Regions from separate parts of the Mus musculus genome. Here all the other regions are linked to region 1. The links are chromatin contacts, called in public HiChIP or PLAC-seq maps. All regions are on one chromosome and are shown on one strand. Each heading gives the region's core, a stretch centred on a gene start, on an enhancer-like site or on the middle of the called end of the contact. The rest is flanking DNA. Distances are from core to core; before and after follow the strand shown.

Region 1 (3,019 bases), core at 282-2,781:
AGACATTCAAACACTGCTTCAAATGTAATGCCATTTACAGCTTTATACCTTTTCTCCAGTATGTCTAAATCCCACTTCAAATGTGCAGCAACTTTAAGAGCAAGAAGCTTTAGGACGCGATTTCTCTTGTTATCAGGTGGAGGCTGGACTTGGTTTTGCTCATTAACTGAAGGTTTGGAAGCCTGCTCCAAAAACTGAACTATAAGCTGAACTGGTGCAGGATCTAGGATTTAAAAGAAATTAAATTCTTAAAGTTTTCGTTATAAAAACGCAAAAGGATTCGCGTATACTAAAGACTATGGTACTTGGGGGGCACGAAACATCTGGAGGTGTGGTCAGAGACAGCTGCAGATCGGCGTTTGCCAGCTTAATTAATAAGCAAGAGGGTCTGGGGACGATTCAAAACTGATTCATAACAAAGCATTTCACAGAGAAGAACTAAGCATTACAGGTTCCCAGTTCAAGATAAGACCAATGCCAATTGGAGGAAAGAAGTAGTGTTTTGACAGGGGTCTTTTATTGAACTGTCTCTAGCTTTGTTTCCCACCAGTAAAGTAGCGGCTAATGCCACTTTCTTCACTATAATGAAGGCTTCGCTAAGGACCGCAACCTATTTAAAGAGCTAAGCACGGAGGCTTGGCACCCTAGCCCCTAACAATGTGTCAATAGGAAAGCTCTAAAAGCACTGAGATACACTTGGTAAAACTGCCCCACCAATGATGCCAACTTTTCACAAAGTAGTCTCCTACAAGGCCAAATTCGGATGAGAACTGAGCAAACTAAAGGTAAAGACCTTACATTGTACCTTTACCAAAATGCCCGAAAGAGGAAAAGGGCCATGTTCCTTGCCCAACACGGGTATCCCTATACAACAGCCGAAGCAGCTGTTTTCGGGGGATTTATATTAATTCGGGGTTCAACAGTGAAATACACAATCCCCTGGCTGAATGAACCGAAGGCTACGGCCGGCTCTAGGCTCCGCAGAGCCGCTCTCCCCTCACGAAGTCACCCCCAGGGCCGTGCGACATCGGCGACCCGACCCCCGCACGGCGAGTGCGGGCGCCCTTCGCTGTGAGGACCGCGGCAGACCGAAAGCCTTTGTCTGAAACTTTCCGCAGACGCTCCGCGGCGACGTTCCCGGCTGAGGCACCGTCGAGCTGGGCCCAGCGGCGCCGGCCAGGCCTCAGGCAGCGGGGGACAGAAGGCAGCGGGCCGCAGACCACGCCCGCCCGCCCGCTCGCTCGCTCGCTCACCCGGACAGGCTTTGCGCAGATGCTTCTCCAACAGCGACTCCTCCAGCAGGAACTCGAACCAGCAAGTCTGCGGCGGGGTGCAGGGCCGGCTGGAGGTGGCCGCCTCCCGGTCCGCCGCCTCCGCGCTCATCCTGCCCCCGCCGCCGCTGCTCCCGCCGCCTCCGGGCTCCAACCTGACCCTCGCCCAGTCCCTTTATCCAGCGAAACCGCCCGGAACCTCTAGTCAGCTCGCACAGCCCAAGATGGCGTAGTAGTCGGCCAGAGTCCGGCCCCGGATCCGCAGCTAGCCACGCTCTCGACCAATCCCAGTTAGACTTCGGAGGAAAGGGGCGGGAACAGCAGACTGCTCCGCCCCTTAGCTGCCATGGAGTCTCCTGGCCCTTCAGAAGCTAGATTCTGGCGGGGCTCTCCAGATTCTCTGGACATTCCCAGAGAAAATGAAGCGAGTTCGATGTCTTCGTAAGAAAACCAAAGAGACCAAATCTAGTTGCTTTGTCTTGGGTGCTTTACCTTTTTGAGACTCCTTCCAGCCTAACTCCTCTCCCCGTTTCCCAAGGCTTATTACATAATTAAGATCCAACTTTCCTGGGGTTGGGGATTTAGCTCAGTGGTAAAGTGCTTGCCTAGCAAGCCCAAGGCCCTGGGTTCGGTCCTCAGCTCCGGAAAAAAGAAAAAAAAAAAAAAAAAACAAACTTTTCTGCGACTTCCCAAGACTAACTCTCGGAATAAGAAGCTAGTTAATTTTCCTCAGATCTCCAGTCTAGGCACAGTAAACCCTATTTTACGCGTTCCACCATTCTGAAAGGTCCTTAAGTATCATTATCAATAAAACTAAAAAGCATGGTGTAGTGGGGCATTCCTGTAAAACCCAGCACTTGGAGAGCAAAAGCCAAAGCCAGATTGGTCCTTCTAGAGAGTTCCTGTGATCAGCTGACTGGCCAGCTGATCCGGACAAAATACATCCAGAAGAAAGTTTGAAGAAAACTCCCAGACATCCTATACACACCTCATAGAAAATTTCAGATATGTGTTACTAAAGATGATTGTTTTCATAAAGGGACCCTGAGAAACAAAGAAAAAAATTCAGATTTAGTCAGTTTCTTTTAGATGCTTCTCCTGTTTTGTTTTGCTTTGTTTGAAACAGGGTTTCACTCTGTAGCCCAGAATGACCTGGAACTATGTAGCCCAGGCTAAACTTGAACTTGCATCCATTTTATTGAATCAACCACCCAAGTGCTGGATTATAGATTAAGCTCTTTGTGGGCTTTTTTGGGTGGTTATCTGTTGTTTTGTTTTCAGATTTCTTTTTTTTTTTTAAAGATTTATTTATTTATTATATGTAAGTACACCGTAGCTGTCTTCAGACACTTCAGAAGAGGGAGTCAGATCTTGTTACAGATGGTTGTAAGCCACCATGTGGTTGCTGGGATTTGAACTCTGGACCTTCAGAAGAGCAGTCGGGTGCTCTTACCCACTGAGCCATCTCACCAGCCCCTTTAGATTTCTTTTTAAAAGAATAAAATAAAACCATGTATAGAATATGTAAAACTATTCTATAAATATTCTGATGGATCTTATATCCTTTAGGACTAGCTGGGATAAACTGGGCAGTGGTGGCGCATGCCTTTAATCCCAGCACTTGGGAGGCAGAGGCAGGCAGATTTCTGAGTTTGAAGCCAGCCTGGTCTACAGAGTGAGGTCCAGGAAAGCCAGGACTATACAGAGAAACCCTATCTCGAAAACAAAACAAAACAGGAATAGCTGGG
Region 2 (3,019 bases), core at 308-2,807, 200 kb before region 1:
CTGTGAGAGCCTGAGTGTGATGCCGAAGACCAAAAAAAGTAATTGTTTTCTTTCCTAACAGTCGTCGTCTTCTTCTTTTTTTGTTTTTTGTTTTGGTTTTTCGAGACAGGGTTTCTCTGTGTAGCCCTGGCTGTCCTGGAACTCACTTTGTAGACCAGGCTGGCCTCGAACTCAGAAATCTGCCTGCCTCTGCCTCCCGAGTGCTGGGACTAAAGGTGTGCACCACCACGCCCGGCTCTAACAGTCTTCTTAAATATCAGCAGGCATCCCAGACTGGCCTCAAATACCCAAGCACCTTCCCTTAGCTTCTGGAGCAGTGGAATTACAGTGTGTGCCACCACAAACAGAAAAACTAGTCAAGGACTATGAAACATCTCCAAAAGCGGTGTGCTGTGACGCTCAAGCAGACTGTTCGTTTTCTAAGGTGTATTTATTTATGGGGCACCACACAGCACCTGCAATAGCAAGAAGGGCATCAGATCAGAGCTGGCTTATGGCTGACCATGAGCTGCCTGGCGTGGGGCAGCAAGTGCTCTTAACCACTGCACATCTCCCCAGCCCCTCAAGATGACCTTTTAAAAAATTATTTGTTGAAGTTTAATGAGTCTCTTTGTTCTTGCTAGAAAACAAGATTTTTTTGGACAAAAAGACTAATCACAGGTCCCTATAAAAGTCACCCTACCCAGCACCTATCACGCAAGGATTAAGGAAAGACAGGAATTGCATAGTATTCTTTAATTTTTGGTTGTCTGTTGATTTGGCTAATTTATAGTTTCCTCTTGTCTACCGCCCAGGCACTGGCATTCCTAACACGATTACACTGTAACTGAACTATGCACCTGCCCTTAAGCTACTCTATAAAACCAAAAATTGCAAGCCGGGCATGGTGGCACACGCCTTTAATCCCGGCACTCAGGAGGCAGAGGAGGCGGATTTCTGAGTTCGAGGCCAGCCTGGTCTACAGAGTGAGTGCCAGGGCTATACATATATCTCAAACACCCCCTCCCCCCAAAAAAAAAATTTGCTTAAGTTTGCACTTCATGATTCTGAGGCCCCCAACCCTTCTCAGACAACATCCACAGCGCCCCCTAGAGTTCTGCAGCATACCCCTGGGCAGGGTCAAACAAGAATGAATGAGGCCTCTGTCTTTCTCTCCTTTTAGACTGTTTTCATTGTGTATTATGCAGTGTGTGGAGATCAGAGGAGCCAGTTCTCTTCTTACATCTTCTTACACCATGAGCTCCCGATCAACATGGTACCATAAACACCTCCACTCCCTGGAACCTCCCTGACCATACAGCTAAGAATTTTGTGGGGTCCCTTCCTTCCTACTTCCGAGTGCATGCTGGGGGTTGAACCCAGACTGCTGGTTTATATAAGAAACACCGTTACCTGCTAAGCCATCTTACAGGAAGGGAATTTGAGCCCAGGAAACTACCTTTTAAACTGTGTTTTCAGGTTCTTTCAATACAACCAGCTCAGCAATGCCCTGTGAGCTGACGATACTGCATGGTCAGGTTACCATGGAGACACTCCAACCAGGTGGCTCCTTTTGTAATTCTCATTTTACTGAGTACAATTGAGGAACACAGGGGTTAAAGAAATTAAGGCCCCAAGGCTAGAAAGAGACAGAGTGGAGTAAAGACAAGCTAGCCTGGCTGCAGAGCCTGTGCTGACCACATCACAGAAAACCCACGTGCCATCATAGACTAATCAAGCCACCATGAGGAAGGGAAACAGAATCAAAAGAAGTACTCTGGAGACTCGAGAAATGTCCCCAGCCTGCTCACTAGGCACCCAGCCTTCTCCACTGAAGCACTCACCGTCTGAAGAAAAGCAGGAAACGCTTCCGCAGGGACGCTTCTGTGGAAGGACCTCGCCTTAGAGGAAGAAGGAAAGAAACTGGTTGGAAAGCTTCAGGAACAGCCTCCCTGAGACCACAAAGCAGCAGTGGCTTGACAAAGGCCTCTCACAAAAGCAAGAAAACAGCTCATCTCCTGCTGCTCAAGTCTAGCTTCAAAGCCTCATGGATTTAACAAAAACCAACTCTGTCCTATCAAAGCCCCTCCCGCTATCTTTCGGCTTAGCTGTGGCACTGCCCAACTCCCTCACCACACCTCACACTAACTCTGCTTAGACAGCCTCCTGTTCAGGTGCACAGGTGACCCTCTAGTGGGTCTGCCTCTGTCTGACTCATTCACATCTTTATTCCATTATTTCACTTTCATCCTGATTAGGTCCCTAGTGATCAGGCATCGGCTATTCCTGCAATGCAAACGTCTTTTTATTTAACCTGTAATCCCAATTCAGCCTGACTCTGGCTCTCCCACACTGAGCCACCTGGTGCACTCCAGCTGATGCCATCGCTCTCCCACACTGAGCCACCTGGTGCACTCCAGCTGATGCCATCGTTCTCTCACACTGAGCCACCTGGTGCACTCCAGCTGATGCCATCGCTCTCCCACACTGAGCCACCTGGTGCACTCCAGCTGATGCCATCGTTCTCTCACACTGAGCCACCTGGTGCACTCCAGCTGATGCCATCGCTCTCTCACACTGAGCCACCTGGTGCACTCCAGCTGATGCCATCGCTCTCCCACACTGATCCACCTGGTGCACTCCAGCTGATGCCATCGTTCTCTCACACTGAGCCACCTGGTGCACTCCAGCTGATGCCATCGTTCTCTCACACTGAGCCACCTGGTGCACTCCAGCTGATGCCATCGTTCTCTCACACTGAGCCACCTGGTGCACTCCAGCTGATGCCATCGTTCTCTCACACTGAGCCACCTGGTGCACTCCAGCTGATGCCATCGTTCTCTCACACTGAGCCACCTGGTGCACTCCAGCTGATGCCATCGTTCTCTCACACTGAGCCACCTGGTGCACTCCAGCTGATGCCATCGTTCTCTCACACTGAGCCACCTGGTGCACTCCAGCTGATGCCATCGTTCTCTCACACTGAGCCACCTGGTGCACTCCAGCTGATGCCATCGCTCTCTCACACTGAGCCACCTGG
Region 3 (3,019 bases), core at 292-2,791, 200 kb after region 1:
GGCATGGTAGCACATACTTGTAGTTCTTGTGTGGAGGAGGCAGGTAGAACTTCCTGGGAAGGGAGGAGGGTGGGACAGAGGGAGGGGGGACAGAGAGTGATGCAGATACAGACACAGACAGACAGACAGACAGACAGACAGACACAGACAGAGACAGAGACAAAGAGTTTAGATACATATTTAGGCTTCAAAGTCAACTACCTACCTAAAGTAGCTGCTTCACCCCTGCTGATAATAGTCTTAGAGTTTGCTTCCCTCTCCTGGCCAGATCCAGTCAGTACACTGCGGTGATTCCCAGGCTGCTTTCGTGGCTCTAAATCCTTACCATCCTTCTGTCGTTCTCCTTTGAGGAAGGTCTTTATCTGTCAGAGAGCTTCAGTTTAGAGATTTCTTTCCCTTTCCCTTCCCCTTTCCCTTCCCCTTTCCCTTTCCCTTCCCCTTTCCCTTCCCCTTCCCCTTCCCCTTTCCCTTTCCCTTTCTCTTTTTCTCCTTTTCTCCTTCTTTTTCTTTTTCTTTTTCTTTTTCTTTTTCTTTTTCTTTTTCTTTTTCTTTTTCTTTTTCTTTTTCTTTTTCTTTTTCTTTCTGATCAAGCATTCTGTCCTAAACTTTAGGACAACGTTAGCATTTTGGTTTGAATCCCATAAGGACGCAAGTAGAAGACAAGGTTTGAGTGCATGAAACATTGAGACAGTGAGACCCACAGGAACGTGCCAACATCAGCCAGTGAACTGGGAAATAGAAAATGATCGCTGACATCCGTATTTTCAATTTCTTGAGGAACAAGTAAAACACTGTGCTTATTTGTATTTTGTTAAGGAATATCTGTTTAGTCTTGTGATTTTTAAGTTGTAAACTTCATGAGTGCAGGAGTTTGCTTGTTTGAGACAGAGGCTCCCTAAATAGCCTAGGCTGGCATCAAACTCACAATCCTCCTGCCTCAGACTCCCATTGTTGAAAATTACAGTCGTGTGCCCAATAATACCTAGGTAGTATAATAGTTTTAAAATAATATAAATATAAATAATATTAATGTTCTCACTAGGTAACAAAGCAACTTAAGGAAGGAAGGGTTTAATGTAGGCTCACAGTCTACCATGGGTGGGAAGGCACCCAGGCGGGGACGTGGACACATGGTGTTTGATGCTAGGACACCCAGAGGAGAGCTAATGTTCAACTTTCTTTCTTTCTCCCCACCCCCACTCACCCCAGGACACCAGCCGTGGACTGATACTTCCCTCATGTAGAGTAAATCTTTCCAGCTCATTGGACTGAATCTAGAAACCCCACGTTCCCCCAAAGACATGCCCAGCGTTTGATTCCTAGATCCTGTCGACAGTATCAACGCTCATACTAGCGGTCCGGAATGTTAGATACTGGTCACCTAACTCTGGAACCTGATTTCTCATCCTATAGAAAAGCAGTTAGTCAGAAAGCCCTGACTAAACTCAAGTGCCAAATCGCAGCAGTGAGATGATGAGGAGGCAGGAATCCGAGCAAGGGCTTCATTGTTGTTGGCTGTAACTGGTGAAGGGGCGTAGCTTGGGCACTGGCCAATCTGAGGCAAGGAGGAAGCGGCCATAGGTGAATGAATACAGTCTCGTGTGGCAAGTCCTGTGGGGAAGTGAGTGTGCTTTCTTTCTTCCTAGAGCCTGTGACCAGCCCTCAGGGAGATGACATGTGCCGCAACATTCTTTCTGTGACCCTGTGCGGGCAGTGGTGATACACGCTCATGCTTGGTCCGTGCAGGTCCTCTGAGCTTTCCTGCATGTGGCTCCTCTGCCAACCCCTCTCCTCAGTCTATCTATGCAAGACTGGCTTCTGATCCCACGAGTCGCTTATTAAGTGTAACTGTGTTATGTAGTTCCTTCACCACACCGCCGATTCTCCCTCGGGACTCTGTTTGCTTTCTTCCTTGTGGCTTTTAATTTTTAATTGAATTTATTGATTTTCATAATAGCCTGTTTGAGCTTTTGTATCAAAGTACCATAAATTCGATAGGTTATAAGCCATAAAAAATTATTTCTCACCCTTCTGGAGCCTGGGAGTCTGAGAACAGGTTGCAGGCCACGCAGGATGGGGGCTTCGAAATCTGGAATTAGTATTCAATGAACAGGATAGCCAAGAGGAAGGCTGGAAGCTATTTCTTCTGGAGCAACTCCCAACAGATAGATCATGCACAGGAAAGTGAGTGCTAAGAAAATGGCCTTTCCTGCAGCTAGGGAGATGGCTCAGTGATTGAAAGAACTTACTGTTCCATTCCCAGCACGAGCATGACGGCTCACAATTGTCTACAACACTAGCTCTGGGGGATCTGAGATTACTAGGTCCACACATGGAACCTGCACATACACACATGTAGGCATACAGGTAAAATACAAGTAACATTATGCAGAGCAAGTTACATTTAGGAATGTGTATGTATCTACACATACATATATGCAATATATATGTATGTACCCATACATATATGCATATAGCAACAATTAATTAAAAAAAAGAGGCCATGAATTTGAAAGAGAGCAAGGAGGGACATGTGGGAAGGTTTGGAGGGAGGAAAGAGGAAGGCAAAATATTATAATTATACTCCTAAAAATAAAAGAAATAAAAAATAAATATTTTTTTACAAATAAATAGAAGGCTGCCTTACCTTTTGAACTACCACCCTGCTCCATAGCTTCTTTTCCCTTTTTCTTTCTTTTTTCTTTTCTTTTTTTTTTCTTTTTTTTTTCTTTTGAGACAGGTTTTCTCTGTGTAACAGTCCAGGCTGCCCTGGAAACTCTCTCTCTCCCTCTCTCTCCCTCTCTCTCTCTCTCTCTGATTTATTATGTATACAACATTCTGCCTCCATGTATGGCTGCTGATCAGAAGAGGGCACCAGATCTCATTATAGATGGTTATGAGCCACCATGTGGTTGCTGGGAATTGAACTCAAGACCTCTGGAAGACTCAGTGCTCCCAACTGCTGAGCCATCTCTCTAGCCACTTATTTTTTATTATGACTTGTCCAGTCCCCCCAATT

The links. HiChIP or PLAC-seq counts read pairs in DNA pulled down with a chosen protein or histone mark.
Region 2: an RNA polymerase II HiChIP or PLAC-seq map of embryonic stem cells shows a contact between it and region 1, with 12 read pairs. The contact joins the enhancer-like site here to the promoter of Ints8 in region 1. A contact is called at or near these places in 7 of 39 promoter capture datasets (the C10 cell line, cranial neural crest, embryonic stem cells and 4 more), 2 of 115 datasets of contacts at active chromatin or transcription factors (CD8 T cells and embryonic stem cells) and 3 of 9 other capture datasets (adipose tissue, liver and pancreatic islet).
Region 3: a contact with region 1 is called in an H3K4me3 HiChIP or PLAC-seq map of the 230-238 cell line, with 18 read pairs. The contact joins the enhancer-like site here to the promoter of Ints8 in region 1. A contact is called at or near these places in 6 of 39 promoter capture datasets (the 3T3-L1 cell line, the C10 cell line, cranial neural crest and 2 more), 3 of 484 Hi-C or Micro-C datasets (the G1E-ER4 cell line, LSK cells and embryonic stem cells), 12 of 115 datasets of contacts at active chromatin or transcription factors (the 230-238 cell line, the SCID.adh cell line, embryonic forebrain and 6 more) and 3 of 9 other capture datasets (adipose tissue, macrophages and pancreatic islet).

Annotation. Positions count from the first base shown.
Region 1 is chr4:11,252,728-11,255,746 of GRCm38.p6, forward strand. It overlaps Ints8 (integrator complex subunit 8), which reads right to left and starts at 1,532. Exons shown (of 27, transcript NM_001159595.1): 1 at 1,254-1,532; 2 at 49-223. The coding sequence starts at 1,383.
Region 2 is chr4:11,051,609-11,054,627 of GRCm38.p6, forward strand. Ndufaf6 (NADH:ubiquinone oxidoreductase complex assembly factor 6) reads right to left here. Exons shown (of 9, transcript NM_001085493.2): 8 at 1,824-1,880. Among named protein-coding and RNA genes, the nearest start is that of Gm35429, 15 kb to the left of the region's middle. Within about 2 kb of position 1,558, at least 26 of the 459 cell types and tissues checked have an H3K27ac peak or open chromatin away from gene starts, as enhancers often do. A contact at or near this core is called in embryonic stem cells, where this site is marked.
Region 3 is chr4:11,453,755-11,456,773 of GRCm38.p6, forward strand. No RefSeq gene overlaps it. Among named protein-coding and RNA genes, the nearest start is that of Virma, 31 kb to the right of the region's middle. Within about 2 kb of position 1,542, at least 163 of the 459 cell types and tissues checked have an H3K27ac peak or open chromatin away from gene starts, as enhancers often do. A contact at or near this core is called in the 230-238 cell line, adipose tissue, embryonic limb bud and 1 more, where this site is marked.